Linked DNA regions of Danio rerio: region 2 is linked to region 1. Evidence: chromatin contacts called from public Hi-C data. All regions are on one chromosome and are shown on one strand. The core of a region is the stretch at or near the end of the contact, and the rest is flanking DNA. Distances in the headings are between cores, read along the strand shown. Region 1 holds the start of tia1 (TIA1 cytotoxic granule-associated RNA binding protein). Region 2 holds the start of man2a1 (mannosidase, alpha, class 2A, member 1).

Region 1 (5,676 bases), core at 1,411-3,910:
GTAATATGGATTGTTCTTCAAAATTTAAAGTCAATAAGATGACCCCTTAAATTAAACATTTTATTCAGCAAATCAGTCAAAATATTTATTAGTTCCCTAATATGATGCAAATTACAAATCTACTTTCAAACACTGATGAGAAATTATACTTAATATATTTACATAATATTACAAATATTACCACCAACTTATCTAGCATATGTTTTTACACCGTGGATGCCCTTCCAGCCACAACTCAGTACTTGGAAACAGGAATAGTTATTCATTTATAACAATATTCCAGAATAATATGGTTTTACTACATTTTTCTTAACAAACTGTTTTAAAATCTTTTTGATCCATAACTTGGAATGGTAATATTCAGCAAGACATCTTAAATATTATTTATGAACTACTAAGATGACAAGACCGCAAGTGAGTGTGGGTGTCATTTATAGTGTTTTTCATAATGTTGCCTTATGTATTTTGGATGTGGTGATGGTTTGTGGTAAATCAAATAAAAACTAGATGAATTTTAGAATTAAATAAAATTCAATTAAGAGCTTTAAAGAGGTGCCTCTTTATGTGGACGCACTTATTACTATTACATTATTTTGTTAAATCAAATAATAAATCAACAAATTTCTTATGGGAGGAGAATGTTTTTTCCCTATATAGTCCATTTTTGGGGATTTAAACAATTACAATGGTCCTGCTTTACATTTTTAATTTTCATAGCATCCGAGAATCCAAACAACGTGCAACTATTGATAAATAATCCCATGTCAGGTGTTTGAACATAAAATTAACATTGAATTGCCTCTTGTTAAAGTTGAAATAGTGACAACGAGAAGGAAATTTTCATGGGCCAATGACATCATATTGAAATATAGGTCTATAGGTCACCATCTCAAACTCTCCTTTTTAGTTCACACTGTACATCCAGTTCACAAGCTAAATATTGACCTCAAAATCATGTGGTCAAGTTTAATACACATAAGATTTTAACAGTCCCACCCTCCCGTCCCAGCCCAACTCACCCTGTAGATACGATAGCTTACCTTACCCATTATTTTACGCCCATTCATGGCTGCGAGCGAGGCCGCTGCGTGCCTATGTTCGAAGAACTCCACAAAGCAGTATGGATCGTTACCTGCCGTCTGAAAGCAAACAAGTACAATTAGACATCAAATTAATTTCTTATATCAAGTCTTTGAAAAAGAAACCTTGTTAATATGTAACATTAAAAGGGGAAATAAGGTGTTGCTTTTAAACATTACTAAAAGAGCATTTCAATATGGGCACAGTGTGTGTGTGTGTGTGTGTGTATTTATATACACACACACATACATACGTGTGCCTGTCTGTTTGTGTATCACAATGATGGTCAAAAACTTGCATTAATATACGTGTTAAAATATACTCACATCGACAATCATTTTACAGCTCTTGCAGGGGCCAATCTGACCAAAGAGCTGCATAATAAGGGCCTCGGTCACATCTCGAGACAGGTTTCCGACATACCTGCATTTAAAATAAGGTTTAATATTAAAAAGGAGGATAAGCAAATAAGAGTGAGTGGCCTGTTGAATTCAAGAAACCTTTATTTAAATCTATAATCTGATACACTAATTATAGGGGTCCAGGCACGCACTATGTGGCATCTTCAAGTACCTGAATCAAAATGATCCGCCTAATCTACATTACAAAAGAACTCGGTAGGCATGAGGACCCACGGGCCGCTACTTAACCTTAAAAACCTCATTAGCCATCCGGCAACGAGCTGCTTATTATTATCGTATGTACAGGTTTCAAACAAAGACATGACAAAACAGAGCAGAGGAGCACGCACGAGCGCGCAGCCAGCAACAAAAGCCCTCACTGTCGGATACGAGCAGTCTGATAAGACCAAAATAAGAACCATTTTAACATATATTAATCTATATTTACATTCGGGCTGAGTGTCAACAGTTTAAACATTGTGCGTTATAAATACATATCTGAACGCATGAGACGGATTCTTTGTCTACCAAAGCTGTAAAGACAATGAGCTTTCAGTAAGTACAAGGCAACTTCACGCACTCAAACACAGACAGCAGTGTGCGAGTGTGTGTGCTCGCGCCGTGCTCTGGCCTCTAAAGGCCTGCTGCAATTATCCAAATTAACTCACTAACTAGCACATGGTGTGCGAGATGCTTTAAATCACACGACTGGCCTTTGTCTCCCGATATTGAGCCCTAAATCTAGTGTGAATTTTTCATTCCAGCATTCAGGGCTTTTGTTTGGGGCTCAGATTTTACACGTCTGCTTTGTGGTTGTAGTTCCTTTAGCATCACAGTCAGGACTGCTTAGAGCTGCCGTTACGCGTCAGTTAAGAGAAATGACAAAGCAGAGAGTGTTTTTTTTAAACTATGGCTTGGCATGATGTGAAGTTGGCTGTCTAAAGTACTAGAGTATAATGCCGATATACGTACAGGGTCTTGGGCTGCTCGTCGTCCATCATATTTTCCTGATAGAATTAAGACACCGAACCCTGAGAGAAACTCCTCTTGTGTCGATTGTGAGATGATCTCGCGTTCCACCCGTGTCTCGCTTTTTCCAGTGTTGTTACCCTCTCTGATCTCCGTCAAACCTGTTATAATGAGAGTAAATGTGAAATGCCGCCTCGGCTGACTCCAGTTATGAACAATGGAAAGGCGACATAAGATGGCGGAGGAGCCGGACCGGAAATGCAAGCGCGCATGCGCGTACCAAGTACAAAGCGCACAAAAAAGCAAGCTTTGAAAATGTGCTCAAATGCTAACGCACTGTTTATTAAACCGTAACTTTTGTGCATTACATTGCTAGTTTAGACGTGTAACGTTACCAATTGTAATATGATTTAAAAAGGTAGGAGACTACGTAGATTCGTGACAAAAAGTAAGTGCGCCGCCCGGGAATCGAACCCGGGTCGCAAGAATGGGAATCTTGCATGATACCACTACACCAGCGGCGCTCTATGGGAAGGGGAGTAAATGTCCCTAATAATTGATGATCAAACCATGAAGGGAATATTTCAGGAAGGGAATTTTTTTAAGTAAAATTGTCAAAATTACGCTTTCCTCGTGGAGAATGCTTTTTGTCTAATTATGAATTGTGAATTATTAGATCAGAAACATATTAACCATTGGATTTTAAGGTGGCAGAAAATGTATAATACAAAATTAACGTTTCGAGCACAGTCTACGTTTAGGACATTTGCATCGCAATCAATTTGAAAGGTTGTGTATATTCTAATTTCATAAAATAAAATGTATTTTAATTATATGGTGTTGTTGACAAAGTAACCATGGCAACCTTTCAACTAGGTTTTTGCGTTGTGTGCTTTTTTATCAACGTACAGTGTCTGGTTGACTGCTGAATGTATCAGTATGCCTATACTCAAAATTCCTATTAAACATCATTTAGGAATAGTTTCTCAATCTCAACTCGAACAATTAATAAAACGCCACAGAAAAAAGAGAGAAGAAACTGGAAATGTTAGTGCAAGAAAAAAAATCAAACGGTAGGTATAAAATTCAAAAGGTAAGTAAATGATTTGCTATCCAAAAATAAACCATTTATCCATTCAACTATATTATTATTATTATTTTTAGTAGTAGTAGTAGTATTGACACAAAACTGACAGTAAATAGGACTTTTCTTTCTTATTTTACAGAAATCCCCTTGAAACAACAGAAGACTTTATTGAAAAATACAATCAAGTACAAGGTAGCAAGGAGCAGGAAAAGTATGAAAACCTTGCAAAAGAATTCCTTTGTCGATGGAAGGTATTAAAATGTTTCACACACATTTATATAGAAGAAACATAATGACAAAGTAGGCTAATTCAAATCTACAATGCATTATATCAATACAGTATTACAATAAAAAATGATACACATATTATCCCTGTACATAAAACCCTCAATCGGTTTTAGAGCTTTATGAGCTTTTATGTTTAGTACTAAAGAAGGTAATTTTAAGAAAGATGAAAACCTGCAACCATTGACTTCCATTTCCAAATTAATACTATAGAAGTCAATAGACCCTTTCACACAAACAGACTTTTGGAAACGGACCATGTGTGAACAGGCCCTTTAAAAAAATAATGGTAAATATGTTCTGCCGGAAAGAGAAGTTGTAACATTACAATTTCCCGAATGCTGCTCTGTGTGAACCAAGCGGCAACCTCCCACACTCCCTCGGGAAACCAGTATGGAAGTAACTAAAACTGCTATTCATTAATTCGCCTTTGGGGGTTGGGTCCATGAAATCCAGATGATTTCTGACTGCAATGGTATATTTGCCAGTTTTACAGCTGATAAAAACATGTTTACAGCCTGGTATAAAGATGGTTTTAGTCCATATAGCTAATACCCTTCATGACAACTGTAAGGAGGGTGATTTTTTTTTTTATAACTCAACCGTTTAATTTTATTAAGTCTGCATAATTAAGGGCCCCACTTAAGCGACAGCTAGGTCTCACTGCTCGCCATCTCGTCACCTCAGCTGATTCCGGCTGATTAGCAACTGAACTCGGCATATATATATCTAATTTTTTTGTTGTTTTATGTGGCTTCACACAGTCAGTTGCTTTTTTAAATTATTTCCTACAATTATCAGATACTTTAGCATGCAGTGTGCACTTAATTGTTCTCACAAACCATTTAAGTTGCCTCCATTTCCCAGGTGAGTGAAATTTTTATACATATCTATAAATGTATTTGTTTTACTTAAGATCATTTATCATATATAATTTTTTTTAGACCTGTAATGCACTTCAGAATCTGAATACTTCTGGATACTATGCCCATAACTTACAGTCTATGGTGTGAACAGAAGGAAATTTGTCAGAAACAATGCTCTGACATGAGACGTCTACTCTACAGTTTATGAAAATAAAAGCCTTTGAATCCTTATCCAGACACTTTAAGCTGCTGCATTTTAATCAAATAACGTTTCTGGTGTCAACTGTGGGGAAAAACTAATCGATAAATTGCATATGATAAACCGTCATGAAAGGCGAGGCAGTGGCACAGTGGGTAGGGGTGTCGCCTCACAGTAAGAAGGTCGCTGGGTTGCTGGTTCGAACCTTGACTCAGTTGTTGTTTCTATGTGGAGTTTGCATGTTCTCCCTGCCTTCGTGTGGGTTTCCTCCGGGTGTTCTGGTTTCCCCCAAAGACATGTGGTATAGGTGAATTGGGTAGGCTAAATTGTCCGTTGTGTGAAGAAGCACTCTGGTCAGTTAGATTTAGGTTGTTTACAACACTGGTAGTCTTTTATTTTTAAAAGTATCTCACAGGCCGCAGCACACTCAGATATATCGGTAACACTTTGCAATAACAGTACATGAATAATGATGTATGAATATGTAAACTAAACATTAGTTTATTATGAATTAATGATGAGTTAAGGTACGCACTAATCATGAATTAGCTTTAACTACAACATGAGTCACATGTGTTCATATGTAAGTAACGACTACCTTAATTACTTGTTAGTACATGTTGTTAAATAATGTATTAATTTACATTTAAGTTCAAGCTAAATGTAACCAACATTAACTCATGAGCTGTTAATGTATAGTTATGTCATGACTTTACTTGGAGGGGGACATCACTATTAACTCATCCCTAACTACTCATGAACTCCTGTCCCATTATACTCTAGAACAAT
Region 2 (6,135 bases), core at 5-2,504, 170 kb after region 1:
ATATTTAAATGTATAGAGTACATATACTATAAATGTATATACTATAGTATTTACCACCCCCATGTAATGGTACAGCAAACTGTAGTATTACCTATCATGAACTGATAAACTGTAATAAATACTGCAGTATACAGCAGTTTTTACTACAGTAAGCTGTGGTGTATACTTTAGTATTTATCCAATAACTTGTATAGAAAATACAGTATTGGGTAATTTGTTTACATTACTGTAGTGCTACAGCTACTGCCACAACAGATTCATTCAATTACCTTTCTATAGTATGTTTAAAAAACATTAGGGGTATTTACTATGAATGACTAACTTTGTTTAATGTTTGCACTTCGAAGAAATTTGGAAGAAAAAAAACAACTATCGACGCTAAGGACAGCAAGGAAATGACCTTTGAGATCAGTTCACCGTCCAAAACTAAACTAATCTCTCTTTTAAGTCGACTTCAAGAGTTTCGTGATGTATATCAATGAATTACAAATAAAAGTCACATGATCAAAGTAGTAGTGATGCGGAAAATACGGTTACCGATCACAGCCATTTTAATTCTGTGCATGTGTATTATTTTAATACATTAATGTCACTTGGAAAGAAACCATCAAACGAGTAGTTCAAACAACTGAAAAGTGTATTTTCCTCAGCGCATTCAGCAGTCTGAACACACACACAAAAATCATACATTATGTTTACAATTTATGGATAACGTCAATTATAAGACAGCGGTCGGTAACGTTACTTACGTTCTGAATCCTCTCTCCGTTCGGATTTTTGCTGTGATCAATATGATCCAACATCAGGTACAAGGAAAATACCACCACACAGAATATGGCACTGCCAAAAACTGTAAACTGTCTGCTGAGCTTCATTTCTCAGACAAGTCCAGCACATTCACACCAAAGGCAAACTTTTAAAGGCTTGTGTCGAGCGGTGGTCCCGTAGGTGACAGAAGGCAGAAGTGAAAAAGAAAGCTCTTCTCGCCAGGAAGAGGAGTTGCGCGGATTGGGACACCTTCCCTTCTCTGTCTCGCGGTGGAAGAAATGTCGCGGTGTGAGTCCACGGACTGAATCCAATGCGATATGTCTTCAAAGTTTTGACGATGCGGAAGAGTTTGTGTGATTCAGCAAATTGTGACGGTCTACAGGCAAAGGAAAAGCGTCAACCCTGCCCCCTTCCTGCACTCACTACTGTGCCTCCGACAGAGTAAAAGTGAGCGTGGAGTTGCGCCGCCTAACGAGTGAACACATCACTCACACAACACACACACGCAAACTCAGGTGAGCACATACACTCAACAAATTTACGTCTGCTGTTTGTTCAAACTACTTAAAATGAGCTGAAACAACACAACTCTTTTTCGTATTAGGTTTCCACTTAAATGTCTAAATACTAATAGGTTAACTGAATTTCTTCATGTTGTCCCAACACATATCAAAATTGTTTTAGGTGTACATTTCAGTCAAAATTCTACCCTGGTTTTGCTGCTTTCATCATAAGAGACAGAAAGAGAAGTGGTTGGCTTAAATTATTACACCCCCACAAGAAAATGCATATTTTTATCAATGTTTTGTAAATATAGCTAAAAAATTATGCATTTAAATAAAACTGTTTTATTAAACATTTATATACATTCAAATCAGAGTTTGTTTACCTGGCATCTTTAGGAATAGAAACATAACACATTTAAAATCAAATGAGCTATCACAACAGCAAAATTTAGAAATTGTTTGTTTTTCTTGATTCATTCCTGTTTTTAATTTGTCTTGTTTTATTTTAATTTTATATTTTTTTCCGGCGACGCAGTGGCGCAGTAGGTAGTGCTGTCACCTCACAGCAAGAAGGTTGCTGGTTCGAGCCTCGGCTGGGTCAGTTGTGTGTACTTTGCATGTTCTCCCTGCGTTCGCGTTGGTTTCCTCCTGGTGCTCCGTTTTTTCCTCACAGTCCAAAGACATGCGGTACAGGTCAATTAGGTAGGCAAAATTGTTCGTAGTGTATGAGTGTGTATGGATGTTTCCCAGAGATGGGTTGGAAGCTGGAAAGGCATCCGCTGCGTAAAACGTGCTGAATAAGTGGGCGGTTCATTTTGCTGTGGTGACTTCGGATTAATAAAGGGACTAAGCCGAAAATGATTGAATGATGTTTTTTCCTCTACATATTAATTTGGGTGTTTTTGTCCTGTTTTTCTTTTTTGCTTTGTTTTTTTCCCGCTACATCAGTTTGGGTGTACTAATTTTGCAGAGTTATCTTTAAGTTTCTTTTTGTTAGATTAGTTCCAGTTTTGTCTTTGGTACTGACTAATTAGTTTAGATTATTCACAAAATGCAGTTTAGGTCTAAAAATACAAAATCAGTAAATGCAAGATATAGGTATAAGTTATAAGTGCACTTACAGAAAACTATGACAAATATTTAAAGATGGATGCACTATCAACATAATATACAGGTTGTATTAAGTAATCAGAGATTTACAAATAAATGAACAATGTACAGGTTACTATTAATAATCAGGAATGTGCAAATAAATACAAACATAATATACAGGTTGTTATTTAGTATAATCAGGAATTTCAAATAGATATGTAAATATCATAAATTTACAAATGTATATATGCACCGGATATTTACATTTACAAACGGATATATTTGTAACGATATTACTGTATTATTGTAAGGCATCCTATAGAAATATGGCGTTTATGTAAACCAGGGCCAGAAGAATCTGCTGACCTCTTTGTGCTATTTATGCACAGAATTTGTAAAAATATGCTAATTTATGGCGAAGGATTTCAAGAGTGTAAGAGCTGACAACCTACACACAAAATAAAAAAACTTTTTTTGAAGACATAAAAACCAACTTACAATTAGAACCATTTGTTTCATAAACAAAGCTACAGCAGGTTTCTCATATAATACATCCATTAATAGACAGAAAATATTACTCACATTTTTTGTAAATTATTGAAATACTTGCATATTATTCTGTAATCACACTGAAATTAATATAAAAATTAATAACTATATATTTACATGAGTAAACAAGTTAAATGATAGGCTTAAAAATTAGGGAAAAAATGTGGATTTCTGCAGGTGCAGATTTTGTGTGGGTGTAATGATGCCAAACATTCATTAATTTTCCTTTGGCTTAGTGCCTTATTTATTAGGGGTCACCATAGCAGAATGAACTGCTAACTCTGGCATATGTTTTATGCAGCAGATGCTCTTCCAGCCACAACACAGTACTGGGAAACACCCATACACTCTCACATTCACACACACACTTAAAAACAATGGCCAATTTAGTTTATCCAATTCACTTTTAGCACATCTTTGGACTGGGGGAAACTGGAGCACTCAGAGGAAACCACGCAAACACAGGGAGAACATTCAAACTCCACACAGAAACAACAACTGGCCCAGCTGTGACTCGAACCAATAACCTTATTGTTGTGAGGCAACAGTGCTAACCACTGAGCCACCATGCAGCCCATAAATAAACATTTACTTATTAACTGGTGTTGTTTCATATTTCAATATATTTGCAATTCATTTTGAATTATACAATTATGGTGGCCAAAAGAACTCAATCGTCAAGAAAATACATGCAAATAGAAAAGAACAAAAAGATTGAGAGAACATCTTCAAGTCCAAATTCTCACAACACAAGATAAAACAGAAACGTGCTTGCAAGATTTTTCTATATGCAAAACACATTCATATATAAAAACACTTACAAATTAAAAAAATAAAAAACCTTTTTCAATTTGACACACAAGTATAGAAACATTTTTCAAATTGCACAGACCACAATGGAAATGTGTTGGAGACCCCAAAACAGTCAAACACAGCTGCTTCCTGTTTACATATTTAACACCTAAGAGTAGTCTACCATACTTGTTACAGTTGTTCTGAGACTAACTCTTGCTAGCATGGGATAAAAAAACCTTTTCATTTCACAATAATTGTGCCATTTCTTTCAGTTAGTGATTTTCTATTTGCAGTTTTTTTCCTAACTTGTCGCACATGGGCTCTCTCTAGGTAGGTTTGACAACATAAACGAGAACTAACAATGAAAAAAAGTCTCATAAAGGATGTATTAAGTTCAGTTAAATTTAAACATTTAAAATCTAAAGGCCAACGTTGTTAAAACTCAAAGTTGTATCAGATAAATTTAATAAACCTAAACTAGAATGAATAAGCAGTTGTACTTTTATTAACACTAACATTAATAAAGGTTAATTAAAACTGTGACAAATGTATTGTTAATAATTAGTCAATGTTAGTTAATGCATTAATATTTTCATGTAAAAACGAATGAAAAACTATAACTAATGTACAACAAATAAGAAAAAGTTAGAACAGTGTGGAAAACACTAATAAAAAATCTATACCATAACAGACCTTGGCTTTTGGACTTCATGCTGGTAACAATCTAGATGATCCTTTTCTTCTTTGATCAGGAGCGCACAACATCAATTTCTCCCAAAAAAACACCTGAAATACTAATTCATCTGGATGCCTCCGAGCCCAGAGAAGTAAATGGCACTTCTGGACACTGTTAACATAGGGCTTCTATTAGGCACAGTTCAGTTTTAACTGGCAATTGTGAATGCAACTACATATTGTGATATTTGAGGCATCAGGGATCAAGGTTGTTTAGCTTAGGTTTGCACCCTTTACAAACTGAAACTTCTCCAGATTCCCTGAATCTTTTAATTATGTTATGCACTGTTGAAGGTGAAATATCCAAATGTATTCCCATCTTTCTTTAAGGAGCATTGTTTTTAAAAGACCACCAAATCCCCATATCAGAAGGGTGTTTTCACACCTCTAGTTTAAAAAAAGTCAGGAAAGTGGGTGCGTCTAGCTCTCTTCAGGTAGGTGTGTCAGGGGAGGGAAAGAGGAAAAGTTTTGAATAAAAATGAGAGTTTCCATTTGGGCATGCACGGATTTTAACAGAGGAAAAACAAACGGAAGTAAACAGTGACTGCGTTTACATGGACATCAGTAATCGGATTATTTGGCAAATTATTAATTTGTGGACGAGATATTGGATGCGAGGAACTGCTGGAAGAGTGTAGTTTTAATAGAATGTTCGATACCACACAGCGAATGGGGAAAAAAACTCTGCATCACGTAGTAGGTAGCACTGGAAAGCTGTGTGTGTATAGACTATCCTGTCACAAAATGCGGTAAAAATTCTACACAACAGTAATAATTAAACGCGTAGGCGTTTATATGTTTACATTCGGAGAGCAGCATTTACAGTGGATCTTTCAGTCCATAATATTGTAGTGATATTAACATACTGTACACTTAGTAACTACATAATTTTGACTAAGGTATGTCTTTAAAAACTGAAAGAGGACTGCTGACAAAACTAACTAACTTTGCCATCTGAATAAACAAAGACCACTGATTGCTTACTTACCAAATCTGTAGAGACAGGACAATCAACACCCACTGGATCCGCATCTTTTTAAAAAGAAGACGAGCAGCAAATGCAGATTTCACCATTTCCAGATGTGAAAAGCTCTCGGGTAAAAAAATGTTCCTTACAAACATATTTCTGTCACGTGCACTGTAGTCCACACGTGAGCCCAGCTGCTCTCTCATAGCAGGGAAATGAAAACAAAACCTTCGTTGCAGCACATTTAAAAACGACCCCGTCTTCAAACAATTATTCTTCTTCCACTTGTTTTGGCAACACAACATGTCATCTCTCTGCCGTCTGAACACTGTAACAAGTCTTCGAAGCTATCATGCATATTAATGAAGTCGCACCACATTCACAATAGAGCGCGCTGATTAATTTGAAGTCTTTCTCTTGAATTAATGCTGCACACTCAGAGACTACACAATGTACTCGCCGGTACAGACATGCAGTCTCCACGCTGGAATACACACAAGGATCGCAGCGCAGTGACGCAGCTCCAAAAATTCGATTCAAACCAGAAGAACAAAGTTGCTCTAAATAATGTAAAATAACCAATTGTGTCCTAATAGTGTTTTTAGCAGCATGGGACACATAAATGACTGTCAACATCTCAAAATATGTGTTTTGGTGTTTTGTGACCCTTTAAACATTTTAATAATTCTCTCACGTATTTGTTAACAAAACTGGGAATCCTTG

The links. A called contact is a pair of places that touch in the nucleus more often than the background predicts.
Region 2: a Hi-C map of hematopoietic stem cells shows a contact between it and region 1, with 3 times the contacts expected there. The contact joins the promoter of man2a1 here to the promoter of tia1 in region 1. A contact is called at or near these places in 3 of 18 Hi-C or Micro-C datasets (caudal fin, hematopoietic stem cells and an unstated tissue) and 1 of 4 datasets of contacts at active chromatin or transcription factors (caudal fin).

Annotation. Positions count from the first base shown.
Region 1 is chr5:62,293,570-62,299,245 of GRCz12tu, forward strand. It overlaps tia1 (TIA1 cytotoxic granule-associated RNA binding protein), which reads right to left and starts at 2,661. Exons shown (of 12, transcript NM_212628.1): 1 at 2,454-2,661; 2 at 1,407-1,503; 3 at 1,041-1,139. The coding sequence starts at 2,482. tmem232 (transmembrane protein 232) reads left to right here and starts at 3,342. Exons shown (of 13, transcript NM_001100053.1): 1 at 3,342-3,523; 2 at 3,677-3,788. The coding sequence starts at 3,390. It overlaps trnag-ccc (transfer RNA glycine (anticodon CCC)), which reads right to left and starts at 2,974; the gene lies at 2,904-2,974.
Region 2 is chr5:62,463,325-62,469,459 of GRCz12tu, forward strand. man2a1 (mannosidase, alpha, class 2A, member 1) reads right to left here and starts at 1,255. Exons shown (of 22, transcript NM_001110027.2): 1 at 750-1,255. The coding sequence starts at 875.